Regions from separate parts of the Mus musculus genome. Here region 1 is linked to region 2. The links are chromatin contacts, called in public promoter capture Hi-C maps. All regions are on one chromosome and are shown on one strand. Each heading gives the region's core, a stretch centred on a gene start, on an enhancer-like site or on the middle of the called end of the contact. The rest is flanking DNA. Distances are from core to core; before and after follow the strand shown. Region 1 holds the start of Atp6v0d2 (ATPase, H+ transporting, lysosomal V0 subunit D2). Region 2 overlaps Wwp1 (WW domain containing E3 ubiquitin protein ligase 1).

Region 1 (4,382 bases), core at 1,750-4,249, 240 kb after region 2:
AGAAGGAACAAATACATTTCTTTTCGGAGCTATTTAATTCTTAACATTCTAGAAATGAACTAAGTAGGCGGTCTGTATTGTTTCTATCAGCAAACCAGAGTTGACATCAAAACATCATGGCTGTATCCATGCTCTGTGTGTGTGTTGCTGGAGAAGTTACCAAGAGCTTTATGCATGCATGGCTGGGCAAGTGGGAAACACGCTACCACTGAGCCATGTTTCCTGATATACATTGTGTACGTCTGAGTAGAAATTTAGTGCACAAAGAGACACTGATATCTCTATTTTATGTTGTTGCTGGACTGTAGTTTAATCATAGTCATCCTAAGCCTCGGTGTCCTCATCTCTATGAAGGCCAAGAGTTCTTAATTAAGAAGCTTGAGGTGTGGTTCAGAGGTTAGAGTGCTTGCCGGGGGCTATGTCTTGGTTCTCACCATATAAGGTGGTGCTCAACCTTCTGCTTGGATCCCATGTTCTCTTTTGACCTCTAAGGACACCTACATACATGTGGCATACACTCATGTATACAAATGTACACACACACACACACACATGTACATGCCAGTGGTGGCATGTGCCTTTAAACCCAGCACTTGGGAGGCAGAGACAGGCAGGTGAGAGCTTCAGAACAGCCAGGGCTACACAGAGAAACACTGTCTCAAAAAAAGTTATTTTAAGTTTTCTTATTTGAATTTTTCAGCATCTATGATAACTCAAATGTGGTTTACTGAGTTTTGATTGTCAGTATTTCTGGGTATCTTCAGGTATGGTTGGAGGCAATCCCTATAAGCTATCATGAGATTCTCTTGGGTCAGCCTGTCCTTCTGAGTTCTGAGTCTGTGCATAGATATCTGGAAACTTAATAATCAAAAACGATACATACTGAAAAGAAAGAGAGAAAATCAGAAGGTGTAATTATTATAAAGCAATGATGCACGCAGCAGGGTTTCTTAACTAGGATTCAGGGATGCTGTTAGGTGGTCAACGGCCCCTTAGCATTGTTTGGGAAATTATGTTTGGGGGACATGTACAGAAGCATCCTGAGGTCTCCAAAAGGGTCAGAATTTTTTCTTGACATTAAAGATACTAAATTCAGCTAGGTAACTATTCTGGGCCAGATACACACTATATAAACTTCCTTCTTCCCTTTTACTTTCAAATGAATCTTTTGGTTAAAATTCCCCATGGCAAAAAGTCTTGTAGCTACAAAAAAAAAAAAAAAAAAGACAAAAACCATTTTAAATTATGTGTATATGTATGTAAGGGAGTGGTTATCTGCATGTGAGTGCAGGTGCTTTGGGGGCATCAGATGGCCCTGGCGATATTAGATGGCTGTGAGGGGTCCAGTGGGGATGCTGTGAACTGAATCCAGGTTCCCTGTCAGAGCGGAACGTACTCTTAACCACTGAGCCACCTCGCTGGTCCTGGTGGTAACTCTGAAGTCTTGATTTGTATCCTCTTTGCATTTTCTGCCCTAGAATTGACTTTGATGCAACTTCTTTGATTCTCTCTGAATCCTTGTATGAGCAGCATGTGTTTGCTGTCACAAAGACATCTTAATGGTTGCTTGGGTTTAAATTAGCATTTTTATTGCTTGTAGAGGCTTCACTCAAAACTGTAAAACATTTATCCAAACAGCTGACTTCTCTCTGAGTAAGTATTCTGCCATGTGTTAAGGTTCCTGTTTTCCCCTTCTTTAATTTATACATGCATTTCTATAAGTAATTAACATTTCCTCGTCACCAAACTCCCAACTGAGGATGCTGTATTTGGAATTATGTATCATTGTTTGTAGTCAATAGAATTCTCATCTCAAAGATCTATCTATACAAAAAAAAAAAAATCAAGGGCAAAGCAAGGTTAATCTCACCTTGGGCATTTAACTCTGGCTGTAACTATTCGCAACTATACAAGAGTGACCCCAGTTCCTCTCAACCTTACGAGGAAGCCAGGAAAGTCACTGTCAGATTTTTTTAAACATGATTTGTTCCCCTCCACATCTACTAATTAATTCCTTTTCTAAACGTTTTTTTCCCTTAGTGCTTACTTACATCTTCTAGAATAATCTAGACATCTCTCAAAATGAATAAACAAAGATGTTTTTATTAATAAAATGATTGCTGATGTATATTCTTGGTTAACGTTTGAGAAAAATGTCAATTAAGGGAAATTATCATTTATTGAGTGCTTCACTGTTCTTCCTTTAGTAACTGAATAGGAATTATTACCAGGTGCCTATGGGAGGACTTTCGAGGCTCAGAGCCTAGAAAAAACCAGGTCACTAACTTAGAAGTCAAGGTCAGGATTTTAACACATGGTAGATCCACCACACTTCTGGCTTTTCCTTTCCTCTTGCCCTTCAGCTAAAGGAAAATCTCAAACAAATTCTCCAATCATTACTGAAAAACTGGAGCTAGACAAAAATCTCTCCAAGCCAAACATATTATCTGTTTCTTTTTTTTCTACATAGACTCTAGGTAGGCTGGTGAAGGTTCTTGCTAAATAGTGTTTGTAATTATGTGGATAAAAATAGATGTGACAAAGGAAACACAGTACTTTAAAGTATAATTAAATACCTTAGATTGGAAGGAAATATTAAATCGCATGTAGACAATATGGGAAACAGAGATATTTTACTTCTCACCACCAAGGTCCCTAAACCACAGGCCCCTGGGCAGCTGAACTCTAGGACCAAGAACCTCTTCAGGACTTCTGCCCAGGAGATCAAAGCCCCTTTCCCTTCTTTCCCCAGAGCAACATGTTTGTTCATTTGCTTTAATGGGATGAGGTGAGTGGCTTACCTTCCAAGGTCTCACACTGCACTAGGTTGACATAGTCCTGCTGAGTTAGGAGGCTGGCTTTGCATCCTCGAACCAGGCCCTCCAGGTAGCCATGGTCCACATTGAAGTACAGCTCTGCAGTCTCAAGCATACTGCTCAGGCTGAAGTGGCTCCGAGTCCTGGATAGCAACTGAACACTGGCCCTGGTCCGGGAAAGTGTGGGTGTTGTGGTCGCTCAGCTGATAGTCAGGGTGCTTCTGACTAGTTTGCTCCAGTTTCAGAGGCAGTCAACACAGTGCCTGGGTCTTGTTTTTACAACAACAGTGAGTCAGTCCAATGGTTTGAGTGCACTGGAGAGAATTTGCTGTCAGGAGGAGAGGTGAGAGGAGGGGTCCTGGCATCTCTTCCCTTGCACAGTCCAAGGTCATGCCCAGTTTTGCCAGTGACACCAGGTTGTTGTAAATATACCTTTTCCACATTAGTACATTAATTATAAATTATATTTATTTCATTCTGGGGGCACTGTTAATATGAACAAATGTTTCTTAGTTTTTGAGACAGAGGGTTTTTTTTCTGTTTGGGAGCAGCCTTGGCTGTCTGGAAACTCACTTTATGAACCAGGCTGGCCTGGAACTCTCAGAAATCCACCTGCCTCAGCCTTCAAATGGTGGAATTAAAGGCATGAGCCACATTGGCCAGCCTAAAACTTTCCTTTTTAAAATACTGAAAAATGCTGGGTGTGATGGTTCACGCCTTTAACACATAGCCATTGAGAGAAGATACTCGGAAGACTTGCCATGAGTTTGAGGACAGCTTTGGTTACAGAGTGAAACTCCTGTATCAAAAAGTAAAATAATCAGGAAGCATTAAAAAAGAAAACAGCAACTACAAATATTTCTAAAAGAGGAGATAATTTTGTAATATAGTGTATTTCTGTTAAACAAATTAGCAATGTCTTGACATTGCCAAGGGCTGCCAGCTATCTCTTAAACAGTCTATACTCGGAGCCTCTACCTTTGTGCATTTCGGCGGATGATTATGCTCTCTTTATTCTCCTTTTTGCCTGTGGTTACTTTGAGACAGATGCTATGACTCCCCACGTCACAGATAAGAAGTCAGAGTTCCAAAGCTGTGAGGCAGCTCAGAAGGCACAGCTGGCAGCGCTGCAGATGTTAATGCAGTGGGCACTTAACTGCTGAGTTTTATACTCCAAAAAGGTTGCTGTTCTTCCCATAAACTTAGCTCACAGACTATCAGATGTCTTCCGCATGACTTTCTGGGGCAGGATTTCCTATGTGTTCTGTCAAGTGATCACATAGAGTTAAGGCGTCAGAGCTTCTCTGGGCTCCCTCAGTATTTCCAAACTGACAAGGAGTAGAAAAGTTCCAATCTGTGTAAATTCTCCTGTAGTTGTTTTGTTTAAAAAAACAAACAAACAAACAAAAAACCAAAACAGAGAATCAAACTCTTAGCTTTGCTCAGCGCCTATATCTGAATATCTGTAATTGACCAGAGACCAAGGTTCTTATTGTATTGCCACAGTCAGCTCTCCTACAGTTCCGCCATCTGTAAACATCCTGAATATGCTTTATCATGAATCAT
Region 2 (3,945 bases), core at 1,299-3,798:
CATAAAAAAGAATATATATATATAAATATGTTGATACTTATTATATATTTACATATTATTGAAACCTCCTGAGTATGTAGTCCTTTATTCTTTAATATTTCAGTGTGTATTTCCTAAGAATAAAAACATTCTCCTAATCCTGCTAAGAAAAATTTAAACTGTACATTTAACCAAGAATTGTTAAAAAAAAAAAAAAAAAAAAAAAAAAAAAAAGCTAACTACAGCTTTCTTCTACATACCAAATATCTCAAGGCTAAACCTTTAACCTATTAAACATAAAGTGTGATATTCTGGAAAATACTGAGAAATACTAACAACTATTAATGCTTATCTTGCTTTTAATACTTATCTTGCTTTCCTCATATTTTGTCTTTTCTGTGCTCCAATTAGATCCTTTCCCTAAATTTAGGGGTCAATATTCTAAAATCATCACACCCTTCTCGCTTGGTTGGATTTGCACATAATATGTGTTGGAATGCACTCATGCATGTGCAGACACACACACCAAGAAAAGAGTTACTAATCTATGATCAAAACCTCATTCAGTTCAATGTTCTTATTCTACAGATGAGAAAGCAGGCTTATGAATGACATCTACTTGAGAGCAATCAGCTGTTAAGATCATATAAGAAATTCAGTCCTACACCACACTTATATAATGATAGTCTTAAAAAAAACCAAACAAACAGATAATACGATAGTAAGAAAAGGATGGGCCGGACGATTCAGTGTATGAAGTGACTTGAGGACAAAGCTGACAACTTTAGTTCATTCTTAGTATCCCACAGGTCGTCTTCTAATTTCCACAAGTACAGCATGACATGTGCTGCTCCACCCCCACATAAATAAATAAAAGAAATGGAGAGTGTATAGACAAAGACATATTATCCTGATATGTAGGCTGATGGTGGCAGCATATGGTCAAAGAGACAAGAACTGGGCCTGCTACAAGGTGAAGGGAGCTCATTGTGAGGCCCTATACCAAAATTCCATGAGAACACTAGCAGCCCATTTATATAGACCCTCAGGAAAACATTCTCACTTAGCCACTGGGGCTACCCAAAATGAAGAGCAGCCTAATCTGAGCCTGTAAGTAAGTGAAGAGAAGACCTGGGCAGTGGTGGCACACACCTTTAATCCCAGCATTAGGGAGACAGAGGCAGGCAGATTTCTGAGTTTGAGGCCAGCCTGGTCTACAGAGTGAGTTCTAGGACAGCCAGTTCTACACAAGACCCTGACAAGAAGAGAGAGAGAGAGAGAGAGAGAGAGAGAGAGAGAAGAAGAAGAAGAAGAAGAAGAAGGAGGAGGAGGAGGAAGAGGAGGAGGAGGAGGAGGAGGAGGAGGAAGAGGAGGAGGGGGGAGGGAGGGAGGGAAGGAGGGAGGGAGGGAGGGAGGGAGGGAGGGAAGGAAGGAAGGAAGGAAGGAAGGAAGGAAGGAAGGAAGGAAGGAAGGAAGTCAAGAAAAATCCAATCCAATAGTTTCTGACTCTCAGGGACTTTCAAAATTACAACTGTATACTTTTACATTCTAATTTTATCAATGGACGATGAAATAAAGTATGGCCAATCAAGAAGAAACTAGAAAACGATTAATCTAAGTTTGGAAAAAAGATAAAAATTGATTTAAACAGATATTTTACTTTATAATACTTTCAGATTTATAAAAAAAATTGAAAAGATACAGTTCACATAGAGCCCACAGCCAACTTTATCCTGTTATTTATGCATTTACTTTTACTGTAAATGACAACTAAACTCTACATACATTTGGAGTGCAATGTGATTTGATAAAAAACATTTTATGTGTATGGTGGTTTTGCTTGCATGTATGTGTATGTATCAGATGAATGCAGTGCCCATGTAGGCTACACAAGAGTGTCAGGTTCCCTAGCACTCAATGAGAGATAGCTGTGAGCTGCCATATGGGTGCTGGGGACTAAAACTAGATCCTGTCGAAAAGCAGCCAGTGCTCCTAACCAATGAGCCATCCATCCAGCCCCAAAATGATGTTTTAATAGATGTCTACATTGTGAAATATTATACCAGAGTAAGCATATCTATTGCTTCAATTTTTTATTTTTTTTTTTATTTTTGGTGAAACATTCAAAATCTTCTAGCTTTTTAATACTTTATAGCTATCTATAGTCATTTACAGATGTTTAACCTACTTATCCTAAATATAACTTAGTGTACACCAATTAACCTTGTTCTATCACACACACCCATTGCCAAATGAGTTAATCAATATCAAAGCAATTATTAACTAAAACTTCCACCTCTCCTTAGTTTTCACCTTTTCTAAACAGGAACCATAAAACGTGAGCTCCATACAGAAAGATCACATCAAACTCAGAGATCCATTTACCTCTGTCTTCTGAGTGCTGGGATTAAATACATTAAATTATAGGCCAGGATTCTATAAGTACTGCCCATAGCATCAATGAAGTCTTTAAGTGAGAGAGTAAGTTGATACTGCTTATGATGTACAGGACAAAGACAGGGACAAGTGATTGTTCTTTTGGCCATGACTGAATTCAAGATAAGGATTAAACAAATAAAAATGGACAGGCAATCCTGCCAAAAACAGCTTTGATAAGTCTCAAACCTAGAAGAGGCAATACTCTCAAAACTCTGAAGGCAAATATGAGTATTACAGAAACAACAGATACATGGACTGCTGCAATGACTGAGGCACTCAATACTAAGATACTGAGGTTGATTCCAGGAAAAGCACTGTGCAGGTGTCTCCTGAAGCAAGAGCAAGTGTGGGCCACTAAAATGCCTATGGCAGATGGCACAATCAGTTTTGGTACTCCAAAGACAGTAACCCATGAGATCATTACAAGGATGGTAACATTTCAGGGTATTTTATAGTGACAGGCACTCTTACCACACAATTGTGCTTAATACAGGATGCCAGACACTCACTGCTACCAAAGGCCAACCTGGAACAGTAGCTTCTGAGTTCACTCTCTTACCAAATATTATTAAGGACATGGACACTCATAGGAGCAAGCAAAGCAAACACAAGCTTTGTTAAAAGATATTAAAGTAAATTTAAATGAAAGTTAAAAGGAAGTCCCAAAAGTGGAAGAGATGCCAAGAGAGGAAACGTTGAATTATTTTGTCTTGTGATTTTTCTAGAACTGTGGTAAAAACTGGGGAAGAGATGAGATAATCACTATGAGATTGGTTAGTCCACTGGGCTATCACAGGCTTGAGCCACTGGGGGCCCATTTGCTCTAGGCATGTCCTGTCTCAACCAAAGAGATTATCCATAATCTGTTTACATGAAGTTCACCAGTGACAGGTAGTTGAAGCCCCCAATCCTGCTTTGTCCATCTCTGACTTCAGCTTTAAAAGTTGTGGGCCTTAACTGTCTGCTAGTTAGTAATTACTGGCTAGTGTTGCTACCTCCAATCCTGTAGGTGTCTCAGTGCTGTTAATCACACTAAGCTCTTTTTGTTCCTCACAGCCATCAGAGAACAGCTACAGATGTTCTTATTAACTCCTGATTTATAAATCAGTTCTGGGTCTCTTTCCTGACATAAGTAGAGGCTTTCTTAGAAACTATTTTTACTTAGTCTGTTATAATTGCCTACATTAGAAGTAAGAATGTGTAAAACAGCAATAGTTCCCAGCGTACATTCTCAGGAGTGAGGACAAGATTCACAAAAGATAGCCTGCCAGTCCACCAATACTGGTCCGTCTATCTGTTGCCAGTCCACCAATACTGGCCTGTCTATCTGTTTTGCTCTTATGTCTCCTAAGCTATCTCATACTCAGTTGTAAGCACTTTGTTCCTCATCCCTTATAGTTCTGATTAAGCTGTTTTAACACTAACCTTCCTCCCTTTTAACCTCAGCTCTGTTTGTCATTGCAAGACCTATGAGTTACTTGAAGTTTTCACAATGGGCCCTTTTCTCTTACTACCTACAAAAACCCA

The links. Promoter capture Hi-C pulls out the DNA fragments that hold promoters and counts their contacts.
Region 1: a contact with region 2 is called in a promoter capture Hi-C map of macrophages, with 7 read pairs. The contact joins the promoter of Atp6v0d2 here to the enhancer-like site in region 2. A contact is called at or near these places in 6 of 39 promoter capture datasets (the C10 cell line, the SN4741 cell line, cranial neural crest and 3 more), 1 of 484 Hi-C or Micro-C datasets (bone marrow-derived macrophages), 4 of 115 datasets of contacts at active chromatin or transcription factors (bone marrow-derived macrophages, effector CD8 T cells and embryonic stem cells) and 3 of 9 other capture datasets (adipose tissue, liver and pancreatic islet).

What each region holds. Positions count from the first base shown.
Region 1 is chr4:19,919,567-19,923,948 of GRCm38.p6, forward strand. It overlaps Atp6v0d2 (ATPase, H+ transporting, lysosomal V0 subunit D2), which reads right to left and starts at 3,000. Exons shown (of 8, transcript NM_175406.3): 1 at 2,802-3,000. The coding sequence starts at 2,931.
Region 2 is chr4:19,678,668-19,682,612 of GRCm38.p6, forward strand. The region is part of intron 2 of Wwp1 (WW domain containing E3 ubiquitin protein ligase 1); the gene reads right to left. Among named protein-coding and RNA genes, the nearest start is that of Wwp1, 28 kb to the right of the region's middle. Within about 2 kb of position 2,549, at least 13 of the 459 cell types and tissues checked have an H3K27ac peak or open chromatin away from gene starts, as enhancers often do. A contact at or near this core is called in bone marrow-derived macrophages, liver and macrophages, where this site is marked.